Regions from separate parts of the Capra hircus genome. Here region 1 is linked to region 2. A link is a contact called in public Hi-C data. All regions are on one chromosome and are shown on one strand. The core of a region is the stretch at or near the end of the contact, and the rest is flanking DNA. Distances in the headings are between cores, read along the strand shown. Region 1 holds the start of PRODH2 (probable proline dehydrogenase 2). Region 2 holds the start of UPK1A (uroplakin-1a).

Region 1 (6,575 bases), core at 1,854-4,353, 130 kb after region 2:
TGAGGTCTGGGGGACCCCCAAGGGGAAGTTTGGTGCAGAGGGAGGGTCAGGGGAAAGGCTGGGCCTGGAGACAGAAAGGTGGGCATCATTAGTGCAAAGCAGGGAAACTGAGGCTGAAGGGGTGGGTGAGAAGGCCCTTTGAGGGGAGTGAGGAGCAAGCCTGGGCCTCACCCTGGGGAACCTCCATATTTGAGTTTCAGGCAGAGTAAACTTAACAAAGACTGAGGATGAGCCGGGAGAGATGGAAACTGAGGAACACCAGGTCTGATGGTATTGGGGAAGACAAGGGAAGTGAGGGACACAGAAGGAAGCGGGCCCCTTTGCCATGGTGAAGATGCCAGCCTGGCAAGGGTTTTAGTCCTGAAAACTGCCCTGGGAAGAAATTACTACCATTGCCACGTGCGAGTGGAAAGCTCATGAAGGGGTGAAGCTTGTTACGCTCCAAAGCTGATCCTTTAAGCACTGCTTCTATGTGTTCTGTGATGCATTAAAAAAAATTACAAATTAAAAAATAAACATCAGCAGGTCCCAGGTAGTGTTATTTGGCAGTGATGGAGACTCAGAGGCCACCTGGGTGCCCATCCCAGGAGAGGTAAACCAGGCGGCCAGAAGCCCAAATTAGAAACAATGGATTAGGACTTCCCTTGTGGTTCAGGGGTTAAGAATCTGCCTGCCAATGCAGCGGATGTGGGTTTGATTCCTGGTCTGGGAAAACTCCACATGACTTGGAGCAACTAAGCCCAAGCACCACAACTACTGAAGCCCGGGCACCCCAGAACCTGTGCTCCGCACCAAGAGAAGCCACCGCAGTGAGGAATCCCACGCACCACAATCAGAGTATCCCCCACTCTCCCCAACTAGAGAATGTCCGAGCACAGCAATGGAGACCCAGGACAGCCAAAAAGAAATAAGTAATTTAAAAAACACAATGGATTAGGTGTATACAGAGATGCTTGGAGGGATCTAAAAATCAGAGTGCTCAGTGGAAAAACATAAAAAACAGAACGCAACAGATAACATAATGTTGTTTAGTCGTAAAGTCGTGTCTGACTCTTTATGACCCCATAGACTGTGGTGTGCCAGGCGTCTCTGCCCTTCACTATCTCCAGGAGTTTCCTCAAACTCATGTTCACTGAGTTGATGCTGTCTAACCACCTCATCCTCTGCCACCTCCTTCTCCTCCTGCTCTCAATCTTTCCCAGTATCAGAGTCTTTTTCAACATAATGATGAATGTTACTTGTAGATATTTAAAACTATACCCAACCCCCAGATTGATGGAGAAGGGCTCAAAGGGACTTTCTGCAGGGATGGAAATGTTCTGTACATTGATAGGGATTATAGTAGCTCCAATGTGTATTTGTCAAAACTCATCAAAAGGTACATTTACAATGTATGCATCTCACTGTATATAAATTTTACCTGAAAAGAAATGACTGCTGAGCTCTAGTTGGTGATATGCGTTCTGAAGCATTTGGGGGAGAAGCGTGCTGATATCTACAAATTACTTTGAAATGCATCAGAAAATAAGATGGGTGGGTGGATGGATAGAGGAATGGATATGATTTTAAAGCAACAGTAGTTAAATGTTAACAATGGCAGGTGTTCACCATAAAATACTTATGATTTTTCTGTATGTTTGAAAATTTTCATAATAAAATGTTGGAAAAATATGCCCCCAAATACCATATATTTGGCAAAACCACATCATGGTAACAAAGAGACGTATATTATACAAGGTGAAGTGATTGCTGATGGTGGGGAAGGTAGAAATAAGATGCGGAAATAAAGAGTAAATGAGAGCACGAATGAGTGAATGAATGAACCACAACCCCGCCGGTCTAATCATAGCTCCTAGCTAGTTAGCACACACTAGCATAGCCGAGTTGATTGAAAAAATATTGGTTACTTTTTTATTGGTAAAGAGCTACTGTCTTAATTGATCCTACAAGAGCTCCCAGCTCCCAGGCCCCTAGCCTAGAATCCCCAGGTGACCCGTATTCCGGTTACTCTCCAGCCATGCCCCAGGGCAGTAACCCCATTTATTCTGTTAGTTCTAAGCCTGGGAAGTAGAGATAGTTAAATATTTAGAACATTGCGCTGGCAGGTGTCTGCCGCCTCTGCACTCCCCACCAACCATTCCTCTCCCCCAGCCTGTGGTCCTTACCTGTCCAGAGTCCATGGCTTCTGCCAGCCTCTCAGGGCTCAGCTCCAAAGAATCCCCTGGCCTTCGGACCCACGAGGTGAGCTGCTTCTGGAATGGGATGATGGATGGGGCGGTGAGGGGGACCCGGTGGGCAGCCGCCCCTGCCCTCCCACCCGGCCCGTCCCTTACACAGAGCCGAGTGCTCATCAGCGCCGTCATCTTCAGCTGCATCAGGGCGGTTCCCGTCGGGTCAGGGGTCTCCAGGAGGCCTCGTGACAGGTCCACGCATCGCAGCATCGCGCTGAGGTTCCCTTCATACCAGGCCTCGCTGCCCAGCCGGCAGGCATCAGGGCTGGGAGCCCACTAGCCCCCTTCCCACCAGCTTCCCAGCCTCCCTGGGTCCGGGCCCCCCTAACTCACCCCGTCTTGACAGCCGAGTCTGGCTCCTCCTCAGTGGGCACTGCCAGCAGAGGCCGCAGTCCTAGGTTCTGGAGCTGTAGGACACAGCCCCTCACCTCCTCGGCAGTCTCACCAGCCACAAACTGCCCGTAGATGGATGCTCGGAGAAGCGCACCCGAGAGCCGGGAGCCCAGGAGTCGCTGAGACCAGGCTTGGAGCTGGGGTGACAGGGAGCAGGGGCTCAGAACCAGGTCCCGGGAACTTCCTAGGCTAGTTCCCCGGGGATCGCTGCTCACCGCCAGGCCGTGGGTGACCAGAGGCGGCCAGGCACACAGCCGTAGCACCAGCAAAGCCCGGGTCAGTTCTCCCGTGCCCTTGAGGTGGAAGGCCCCACCATCAAAGCTGAGGGGCTGCCAGCCCCCCGGGGAGGGGCCAGCTCGGGAGCAGAGCACACGACAAATCCGGAGCATCAGGAACCCTTCACCACTTCCACACTGGATCAGGGGGCTTTGGAGGCAGCTGGTCTACCCAATGCCCCTTGCCCGGCCAGCGACAGTGACTGATTAACCAGACAGTAGCCAGGGAAAGGCAAATCTTTAGGATCACAGACTCCTTGAGGGGCAGTTAATTATTAACTTATAGGGACATAGTTCAGAATAATGGGGACAGGAAAGGAAAGCCCCCCTCAAAACCTCAATAACCCTCAGCGTAACAGCTCACAATTATTAGGCACCCATCATATGCCAGTGGGTATTAAGTCAGCTCTGGGAGCCAGGCAGTGTGGCTTTGTGATCTTGAGAAAGTTATTAAACATCTCTTGTTGCAACTGCTTCATCTTAAAGTGGGAGAGAGTGTAGTTTGCAAATACACATAATCTTTAATCTATCTGTTCTATATTAAGTATATATCCTAGAGAACCTGAACATGGACCTCCGGAAACATGTACAGGAAGAAATGTTCACAACAGTATTTTTTTCAGTAGCCCGAAATGGAAGCTACCCAAATGTCCATCAGCTCGAGAATGGAGAAACGCACTGTGGTAGATTCATATGACAGACTACTATACAGCAGTGAAAAAAGGATAAACTACTGATGCGTACAGCCACACGGATGAGCCTCACAATGTTGTGTGAGAGGACCCAGACTCCAAACAGGACATGCTGTCTTATTCTAGTCAATAAACTTGAAAGCAGGGATAATGAAATGGCAACATAGTGTGTGGGGGGATGGGTGCGTACATGGGTGGTAAAACTATAAAGAAAAGACAAGCAAGGAAATCATTATCACAAACATCAGAAAGGGATCAGGGGAGCTGTAACCGGGTGGGGTCTCATGGGGACTTCTGTGCCCTTTTTTCATAACCTGATAATGATTCACAGTTGTTCATATTATAAGGGTTTTAAAATATATTCTTATTTTCCCTCCCACCCACTCTCAAGATTAAAGTGGGGAAGTTTGCTTAGTATTTATCTGGCTGTGTCGGGTCTTAGTTGCAGCCCTTGGGACCTTTAGCTGTGGCATGTGGGATCCAGTTCCCTGACCGAGGATGGAACCCAGGCCTCCTGCATTGGGAGGGCGAAGTCTTAGCCACTGGACCACCAGCAAAGTCCTTAAACTTTTTTTTAGTTACATGTACAGTTTTTAAAATTATTTTAAAATTGAAATAGCACAAAAGGAAATGAAGTGAAACAGTCTTTCTCCAACTTCTCAATTTCAGTCCCTCAATTTCATGCCTCCAAGGCAATGAGGCATCCTTGGAGAGGATAGTTTGTGCATAAAAATGCACCTATATAACTCCTTTTTATATATAAATGAGAAAATATTATTTGTCCCTTTGCACATTGACTTTTTTTTTACTTAATGTATTTTGAAGGATTATGCTCATCTCAGCACATAAAACTATATGTCAAATTTGAAAGCTTCTATGTTATTTCTTCCTTTAATCTTTCGTAGATTTCACCAGTGAAGCCATCTGGTCCTGGAGCTTTCTTTGTGGGAAGGATTTTAATAATAAGTTCAATTTCTTTAATAAACATAGGGCTATTCATATTTTCTGTTGCATCTTGGGTTAGCTCTTATATGTATATCTATGTATTTTTCAAGGAATTGGCATTTCATCTAACTTGTCAAAGCCCTTGGCACAGAGTTGTCATAATATTCTCTTTATACCCTTTTAAGGGTAACAGGATTCTTTCATGTTGTTTATTTTATTTATTTTTGGCTGTGCTGGGTCTTTGGTGCTGCCTAGGCTTTTCTCTAGTCAGCGAGCAGGGGCTGCTCTTCCTTCCATGGGCTTCTCTCATTGCAGAGCACGGGCTCTAGGGCGTGTGGGCTTCCGTAGTTGTGGCTCACAAGTCCCGGAGCACAGGCTCAGTAGCTGTGGTGCACGGGTTTAGCAGCTCCACGGCAAGTGGGATCTTACTGGACCAGGGACCGAACTCGTGTGCCCTGCATAGGCAGGGGGATTTTTAACCACTGGATCACAGGGAAGTCCCTAGAGAAGATATTGTTTTTTATTTCTCAGCTGGCAGGTCTTACTTCCCCCCCCCCCCCGCCCCCCGACCCCCTTGCTTATTCTTAAGGAGATAGGACCAAACAGCAGATCAGCTGCTTTCATTTGTGGATCACAAAGGTTAATGGTGATAGAAGGAGATTATTGAACAGAGAAATAATTTGCTCCTTTCTCAAATTAGGCATAGGTGAGCCACACTTAAGTTTAACTAGTGATGTGTGCGGTTGTCTTCTATTTCCTATTTTGGAAATAGGAGGAATTTCCTGTTGGCAGGAGAAATAAAACCCACTTTCTGACTTCTGACATTGTGTTAACCAATCAGGAGAATTTAGTTCTCCCAGGGTAGAGATGTGGGGGGTGCACTGGGGTATGGTGATGAGATTATCCCTCTGATGTTGATATTTACGTATGTGAAAAGTACAGACTGTCCCAAGATGGGGCAATCCAGAACTAAGGGTGAATTCTTTAGGGTTATTGAGCAAGAGGGATGAGAAATGGGAAGTCTCATCTGTAGTTAACCTTGAGGTCTGTCCTAAGACAGAAGCTTCCAGTAGCCTTGGAAGAGCTTAAGTGAAGCTCCCAGATTGTCCTTCTGTGGGTGACTTCGGGGTGAGAGTGAAAGAAGCTTTAATATTAGCTCAGAGGCGGGGCAAGAGTTCTAAGTGGGAGGCCAGTCCTCAGAGTCCTCTCATTGGCTCTGACTGGGCCACCTGGTGAACCCTAAGCCAATCACTGGGCTTGGAAAATTAGACACTCTGGTTGGCCAGTTCTGAGAGCTATGCCTAGTAGTGGAGCTCCAGGTAGTGTCGGGGCTTGGTACAAAATATATCCGAAGTAGGGGACCTGGGCACTGACTGATGCTTCCCAAAAGAAGACTGCATATCACCAGGAAAAGGGTGAATAAACCCTGGATGACAGAACAACTGAGCTCGTGAGTGATTCTGATGGTTCAGGGAGAGAATACTTAGAAGAGACTGGCATGTAGAAACAACTCATAAATGCTGTTCATCTGTTGTTGTTTCAACTGTTCAGTGGCTTCCTATCACCCAGAGGATAAACTACAATCCTTCATAATATATCTTTGCCCATCTCACCAACCTCAACTCCTACCACTCCCTGTTATTCTCCAGCCTCAATTTTAGGAAAATCCCTTCCCACACTGTGTTCCTGCGGTCCTCTACATCTCAATGCCCTACACAGCTACTTCGCCTTTAATATTGGGCCGCAGTGACCACAACATGCAGAGGACATTCTCTTCCACGACACACACACTGAGCTCCAGATCCCAATACACAACCAATCTGGTATATTGATTCTTCTCAAACGGGCCGGTACTGCCCCCTGGTGGGAGTTTCGGGAAATTGCCTGAACGTTCCTGGTTGCCGCATTATGGAGGGTGCTGCGGTAGGCTGAGCGCGGAATTAATGCTTTCAGAATTAATGCTTTCAAATTGTGGTGTTGGAGAAGACTCTTGAGAGTACCTTGGACAGCAAGGAGATCAGTCCGTCCTAAAGGAAATC
Region 2 (6,615 bases), core at 2,737-5,236:
GGAGTCCCAAATTTAGTAGTGAAGTTGTCTCTGGGCAGGAGGTGACTTCAAATGCCATCTGCGATGTGTGCACCTTAGAAAACCATCTGCAGTGAATACAGGAAAATAGACTTGACAAAGCTGGGAGGTGAGGATGTTGGTGTCAGTTACGTGATCTCTCCGTTTCCTTCTACACTGAAATATTTTGTAAGTAATTTGAGAAAACTTTCCTTTCACCACTGACCAGGGGAAACAAAACACACCAGAAAGGCTGGTGAGAAGTGGCTCCTTTTCATATAACTTTTATGTCATTTCATGCCATTTCATTTTCTGTTCATGGAGCACCTAAAATTATCTTGTGTGCCTTCTTTGGAAAACACCACTTTCTACATGTCAAATATGTTGCTTTTGAAAGAATCTACCCTCTTTTATTTATTTATTTTTGTCTGTGTTGAGTCTTCATTGCTGTGAGTGGGCTTTCTCTAGTTGTGGCAAGTAGGGGCTACTCTTCACTATGGTGAGGGGCTTCTCATTGTGGTGGCTCCTCTTGCTGCAGAGCTCAGGATCTAGGCACACAGGCTTCAGTAGTTGTGTCTTGCGGGCTCTAGAGCACAGGCTCTAATAGGCTCTAGAGCATTAGCTTAGTTGCCTAAAGGCATGTGGAATCTTCCCAGAACAGGGATTGAACCTGTGTCCCCTGCATTGGCAGGCAGATTCTTAACCACTGGACCACTAGGGAATTCTTGATCTACCCTCTTTTGAAGGCATTGGAATAAAAAAAAATAAAAATAAAAATAAAAAAACAGAAAAGTGCACTTATCGTGAGGGTACTGCTTGATGAATTTTCAGTCTGAACACACTTGCGTAACTGGTGTCCAGATTCAGAAAGAGAAGTCCCTTTCCTGTCCCCTACAGTCACATCCCAAGGGTAACCACTCCCTGACTTTTATCACTCTATTGCTTTTGCCTGTTCTAGAACTTCCTGTCTAGAATCATATAGTGGTAGTCTTTCAAGTGTGGCTTTTTTCATTTAGAGTAATGTTTTTGAGATGTATCCCTGTGGTGGCATGTATCCAAAATTCATTCCCTCTTGCTGTTGAATAGTATCTGGTGTATGCATGTACCATCATGGACTTATCTAACCTCCTGTTAAGGGGCATTTGGGTGGTTTCCAATGTGGAATACATTCACAGCATCCAGTAGATGGAAGTGGGGGAATTCCCATGGACAAAAGGCTGGATCACATGTAGGTATATGTCATCTTAAGAAGATCTTGGCATTGTGGTTTTTATCATCAGCACTCTGAACATCTGAGTAATTAGCACTTCAAATCTTCTTGCTTTGAAGACTAGCTTATATAATAATAAGAAAGAATAGTGAAAATTCAACTTTGACATCAAAATACACTGGGTTCTTGTTTCAGAAGAAAATAGATCCCTTTTATGACAGGTAACATATTAACGCCCCCACTGACAACAACTTTTTGTTTTTATTAGACTTTTTATATAACATCCAATTACTTATAGTTATGAACTATTTCATATTATCAGCATGGCCCTATTATTTTGCAAGTTATTTTAGCTAAAACTTATAAATTGTATTTGACAGGTGTTGGAGAAGACTCTTGAGAATCCCTTGGACTGCAAGGAGATCCAACCAGTCCATTCTAAAGGACATCAGCCCTGGGTGTTCTTTGGAAGGAATGATGCTAAAGCTGAAGCTCCAGTACTTTGGCCTCCTCATGCGAAGAGGTGACTCATTGGAAAAGACTCTGATGCTGGGAGGGATTAGGGGCAGGAGGAGAAGGGGCCGACAGAGAATGAGATGGCTGGATGGCATCGCCGACTCGCTGGACGTGAGTTTGAGTGAACTCCGGAAGTTGGTGATGGACAGGAAGGCCTGGCGTGCTGCGATTCATGGGGTCGCAGAGTCGGACACGACTGAGCAACTGAACTGAACTGAACTGATACATTATTATTTTAACGTTCTCCTTAGTCCTTAATAGAGATGTAAGTCATCAGTGAAAACTATTTTAAATGTGAAGTGGATTGACTAAAAATCACATTATCCGTTTTAGCTGGAAAACATCTCTTGAGTCTTATTACTAAGCTAGTATCTTTTTTTTTTTTTCCGCCCGCCGCGCTTGTGAGGTCTTAGTTCTACGTGCACGCGCGCTAAGTCCCTTCAGTCCTTTCTGACTTTGCGACCCCATGGGCTGTAGGCCGCCAGGTTCCTCTGTCCATGGCATGCATTTTCTAGGCAAGAATACTGGAATAGGTTGCCATGACCTCCTGCGGAGGGTTTTCCTGACGCAGGAATCGAACCAGCGGTTCTTACATCTCCTGCACTGGCAGGCGGATTCTTTACCACTAGCGCCACCCCGAGATGCAAGCTGAACCCCCTGCATTGAAGGCCGTGGATTCTTTACCACCAGGACAGTTCCACCAAGCCAATATCTTGATGATGGGATTTTAAGTCGCGTTTGTTTGCCCATTTTTCACACACCGGGGAAACCAAAACCCAGAGAGAAAATCCAGCAAACGCTCCAGCTCTCGGGATTGAGAAGTTCTGGAGGACCGAGTCCAGGCCACCACTTTCGCCTGCGGAATGGGCCTGTGTGCCACTGGGGGGCGCCATCGGGCGGCAGAGACCGCGGGCTTCTCTGGAACGCGGCTGGTGAGGCACCTTCGCCCGCTGCACACTGGCGGGAAGACTTCCTTTGCAGACATCCCAGCCCTCAGTTCCCACCGCCTCCCAGGAAAGCGATATGATGGTACCCATTCTGCAGATGAGCAAATGCACACGCCAGGTCGCGCGGCACGGAGTAGGCGGAACTGGGATCAGAACCTAGGTCTTTCATTCCGCAGACTGAAGACAATTCCAAACATGGCTCCTCCTCGCTGTGACCTTGCTTTGTCAGCGAGAGTGTGTGGTGATGGGGCGCGGGGCCGGGGGAGGGGGGGATCCAACGAAGTCCATTCAGTATGCCTTCCCTTTTTCTTGCACACTCCTCTCCCCGCCTGCTCGTTGAACACTCATCTCAAAATCCCGTCACACACAATCTTCCAAACTCTCCCTCGGCCCCAGAGGGGAGCATCCCTCCCACTTGCCTCATCTCCTCCCTCCTCCCGGCCTCGTCCAGCAGCCCTAGCGGGCCGGGGTCACTGCCCTGGAGAGGTGGAGCCCCTAGCCGCGGAGGCAGTTCTGGGATTCCGAACTCGCGTGTGGATTTCATTTGAATCTCTCCCCCTTCCAGGGAGGCTCTAGTCCTGCGGAGAGAAGTCAGGTGGTATACTCGCCCTCCCCACCCTGTCCCCATCCCCACCCCCACAACGGACTGAGAAGCAGAGGCCGCCGCATGTCACCCTGCCCATGTGGCCAGCATAATCTGGAATTTCAGGTCTATAAATCACTGGCAGGGGGCGGGGTGGGGGAAGGGGTTCATAAAGCTGTTCTCCCATACTTGTCTGCGCGCTTGACCTCTATCCCCTCCTCCAGACACCCTCCCCCCTCCAGGAAACTGGCCTAAGGAGGGGCCTGGGCGTATATAGGGAGCCACTGTGGGAGGGGCTGGCCAGAGAGGCTACAGGCAGAGAAGGTGAGGAGGGGGCCCTGCGGGTCTGGATGCGGAGGCCAGCCCTGAGCTCTGCCCAGTGACTGCCCCATCCCAGCCTTGGTTTCTTTTTTTTTTTTTTGCGAGGGTGGGGATGGCACGCTCCACGGCTTGCAGAATCTTAGATCCCCAACCAGGGATTGAACCCACATCCCCTGTAGTGGGGGCGCAGAGTCCTAACCACTGGGCTGCCAAGGAAGTCCCTCCTCTTCTGTAAAATGGCCCACTGCCAGGGTTATGGGCACACTGGATACCAGCCTGGGCCCGGCAGAGAGGTGGGAGCAGAACCTGGCAGCTGGGATGTGGAATGGGGGCAGTGGGTCCTGCCCAGCAAGGCCCACCCTCCTCTCCTAGCCTCTCCCCAGCCTCATCCCTGCTCATGTGTCCCAGGCAGGACTATGGCTTCTGTGGCAGCAGCAACGACAGAGAAGGGGTCTCCAGTTGTGGTGGGTCTGCTGGTCGTGGGCAACATCATTATTCTGGTAAGACATCCACTGGGAGCCCAGTGGGCAGGTGAGGAGGAGGGAGTCGTCCTGAACCTGGGCGCGGTGCGGCTGAGAGCCCAGGACCCACTTAATGGCCCGTGTCTCCTGGCTTCTCAAGTCAGAAGGGTCCTGATTTGGATCCCAGCTCTGCCTCTCCCCAGCTGTGTGAACTTGAGCAAACAACTTGAGTTCTCTGTGCCTGCTTCCCCATCTATAGATTATGTCTTCACTGTGGGCACTGTTGAGTCGATTAATCCTCAGAGTAATGGTCCTCAGATCAGAAAAAGTGCTTGACAAGTGCCAGCTGTCATCATCAACATGATTTTGGACATAATGTGCCTGCTGGGTGCGCAGGAGGCCCATAGCAATGAGTAACAGCAATGTCTTGTAGTTATCTGATACCTGCACGTGGAGCCAGACAGCCTGGGTTCAACCTCAGCTTTATCACCTGCTACTCTGGGATCTGGGGCCAGTGATGTAATCTCTCCAGGCCTTAGCGTTCTCATCTGTAAGATGGAGATAAAATAGGAATGCTGAGAGGATCAGATGAGTTACCGGATCTGTGCTTAGGCCAGAGCCTGGCACACATGTTGCTACTGGTACGGGCCATCACAACAGTAGTATAGGACAGCTGGTAACAATGGTGATTATCACATGGGAAGCAGTTCTGGGGATCAGTGCACACAGTAAATACTCTGTGAACCTTGGTCTGACTGTTGGCAAAGGTACCACCGAGCAGTCTTCCTCTTGCCTGTTTCCCCATCCCAAGAGGTAACCAGATTTTTATTTTCTCCAATATTCCTTGAAGCAGATACAAGCAGACAGAAACTCTGTACCTGTTTTCTCCCTTTTCTTGCTCATTCTGCATCCTGCCCTGTGCCTCCCCCATCCTCCTGCTCCCATTGTGTGTAGGCCCCTCCACCCCAGGCCTCAGCCGGCCTCCCCACCCCTGCCCACAACTGCAGAGCCCCCCGTTGTGTGGCACCCTGGCTCCTTAATTCCCTGCAGTGCTGCAGGGAATAACCTGGTGGGTGTGCGGCTTTCCTGCATGGGCAGGTGTGTCCGGAGGATCGATTCCCGTGAGTGGAACGGCTGGACTGAAGGGTCAATGCCTTTGTCATTTGTTCTGGCCACAGCCAGGCTCCTCTCCTCGGGGAACAGCAACTCTCTCCAGGAGACCCAGCATCTCCATGAGCTCCAGGCTTTGCATGTAGTGTCTCCTCATATCCTTGAAGTCTTCAGCAGCTGGGGTGGAGGTGGGGTTCAGGGGTCTGGCTGGGTCCTCCCTTCCCTCTCAGTCCCCTGCCCAGCTTCATCCCTGCTCGTGGAAGGGGACCTTTGTCACTGTTACTACTTTACCAGGAGGGCAGTAGAGGCTCAGAGTGGGGAAGGCGCCTGCTCACAGAGACTCATGCAGGTGAGCCAACCGCGCCTGCCCAGCCCCTGCTGACTGGCCGTTCTGTCCAGCTGTCAGGCCTGGCCCTGTTTGCGGAAACGGTATGGGTGACCGCCGACCAGTACCGCGTGTACCCACTGATGGGCGTCTCGGGCAAGGATGATGTCTTCGCCGGCGCCTGGATCGCCATCTTCTGCGGCTTCGCCTTCTTCGTGGCGGCCGGCTTCGGTGTGGGCGCAGCACTCTGCCGCCGCCGCTCCATGGTCCTCACGGTGAGGCCCCGGGAGGAAGGGATGGGCATAGGCTGGCCACAGAGGTCATCCTCACAGAGTCATATTGCCAACCACACAGAAGCCTCGAGTGCGCCTTCCCGGGGGCACTGCAGTGGGGCCTCCTGGCAATCACGTCATCTCATCTGTCCATAGACGAGTAACCTAGGCTCAGCTGTTACTCTCGTCTTACTGGGAAAACTAGGGCCCACAGGAGGCAAGGAAAAGGCGCTGCACAGGAAGATGGCTCTTGAGTAGCAGGACTGGGACTTGAACCTCAGCTAGTTGGTCTCCAGGGTCTGCACTTGTGAGCTCTGTTGGTGACAATGACAATAAGGATAGCACAGCTGCCATTTAATGAGCGCTCCATGTTTACATAGATTAGTTCATTTGCGCCTCACCATCCGTCATGAGGTGCCATAATCATCTCCATCTTCATCCTCATGAGCCCATTTGACAGAGTTGATACTGAGGCTCAGACAAGTGAACCCACTTCTCTGGGGTGGCACAGCAAGTGAGTGGCAGAGCCAGGATTTAAACCTGAGTCCATCAGCACTTGATCCTGGGCTTTTAGTCTCTGCCCACAGCAATAACCCACACTCCCCCAAGTACCTCTCATGGGCCTGACATGAAGCTAAGCAGTTTAGAAAGTGAACGCCTTCAAGCCAACCAGCGGCCCTCTGAAGTGAGTGCTTCTCTACCCATTTACCAGATGAAGAAACTGAGGCTCAAAGAGGCCCACAGACCAGATGATAGGGAAAGCCGGAACTCCAATCCCAGCCCTACTGACCCAGAGCCAACATGGGGCTTCCTCCCCATCTGAGGGCTTTTTAGATTCCCAGGAGCAGCTACTTACCTAATCCACAAATGTGT

Evidence for each region. Hi-C and Micro-C count contacts between places; a contact is called where the count stands out from the background.
Region 1: a Hi-C map of blood shows a contact between it and region 2, with 2.3 times the contacts expected there. The contact joins the promoter of PRODH2 here to the promoter of UPK1A in region 2. A contact is called at or near these places in 3 of 5 Hi-C or Micro-C datasets (blood and liver).

The regions. Positions count from the first base shown.
Region 1 is chr18:47,367,248-47,373,822 of ARS1.2, forward strand. It overlaps PRODH2 (probable proline dehydrogenase 2), which reads right to left and starts at 3,104. Exons shown (of 10, transcript XM_018063368.1): 1 at 2,840-3,104; 2 at 2,565-2,761; 3 at 2,334-2,472; 4 at 2,166-2,252. The coding sequence starts at 3,013.
Region 2 is chr18:47,237,043-47,243,657 of ARS1.2, forward strand. It overlaps UPK1A (uroplakin-1a), which reads left to right and starts at 3,987. Exons shown (of 7, transcript XM_018063380.1): 1 at 3,987-4,074; 2 at 5,545-5,745. The coding sequence starts at 3,991.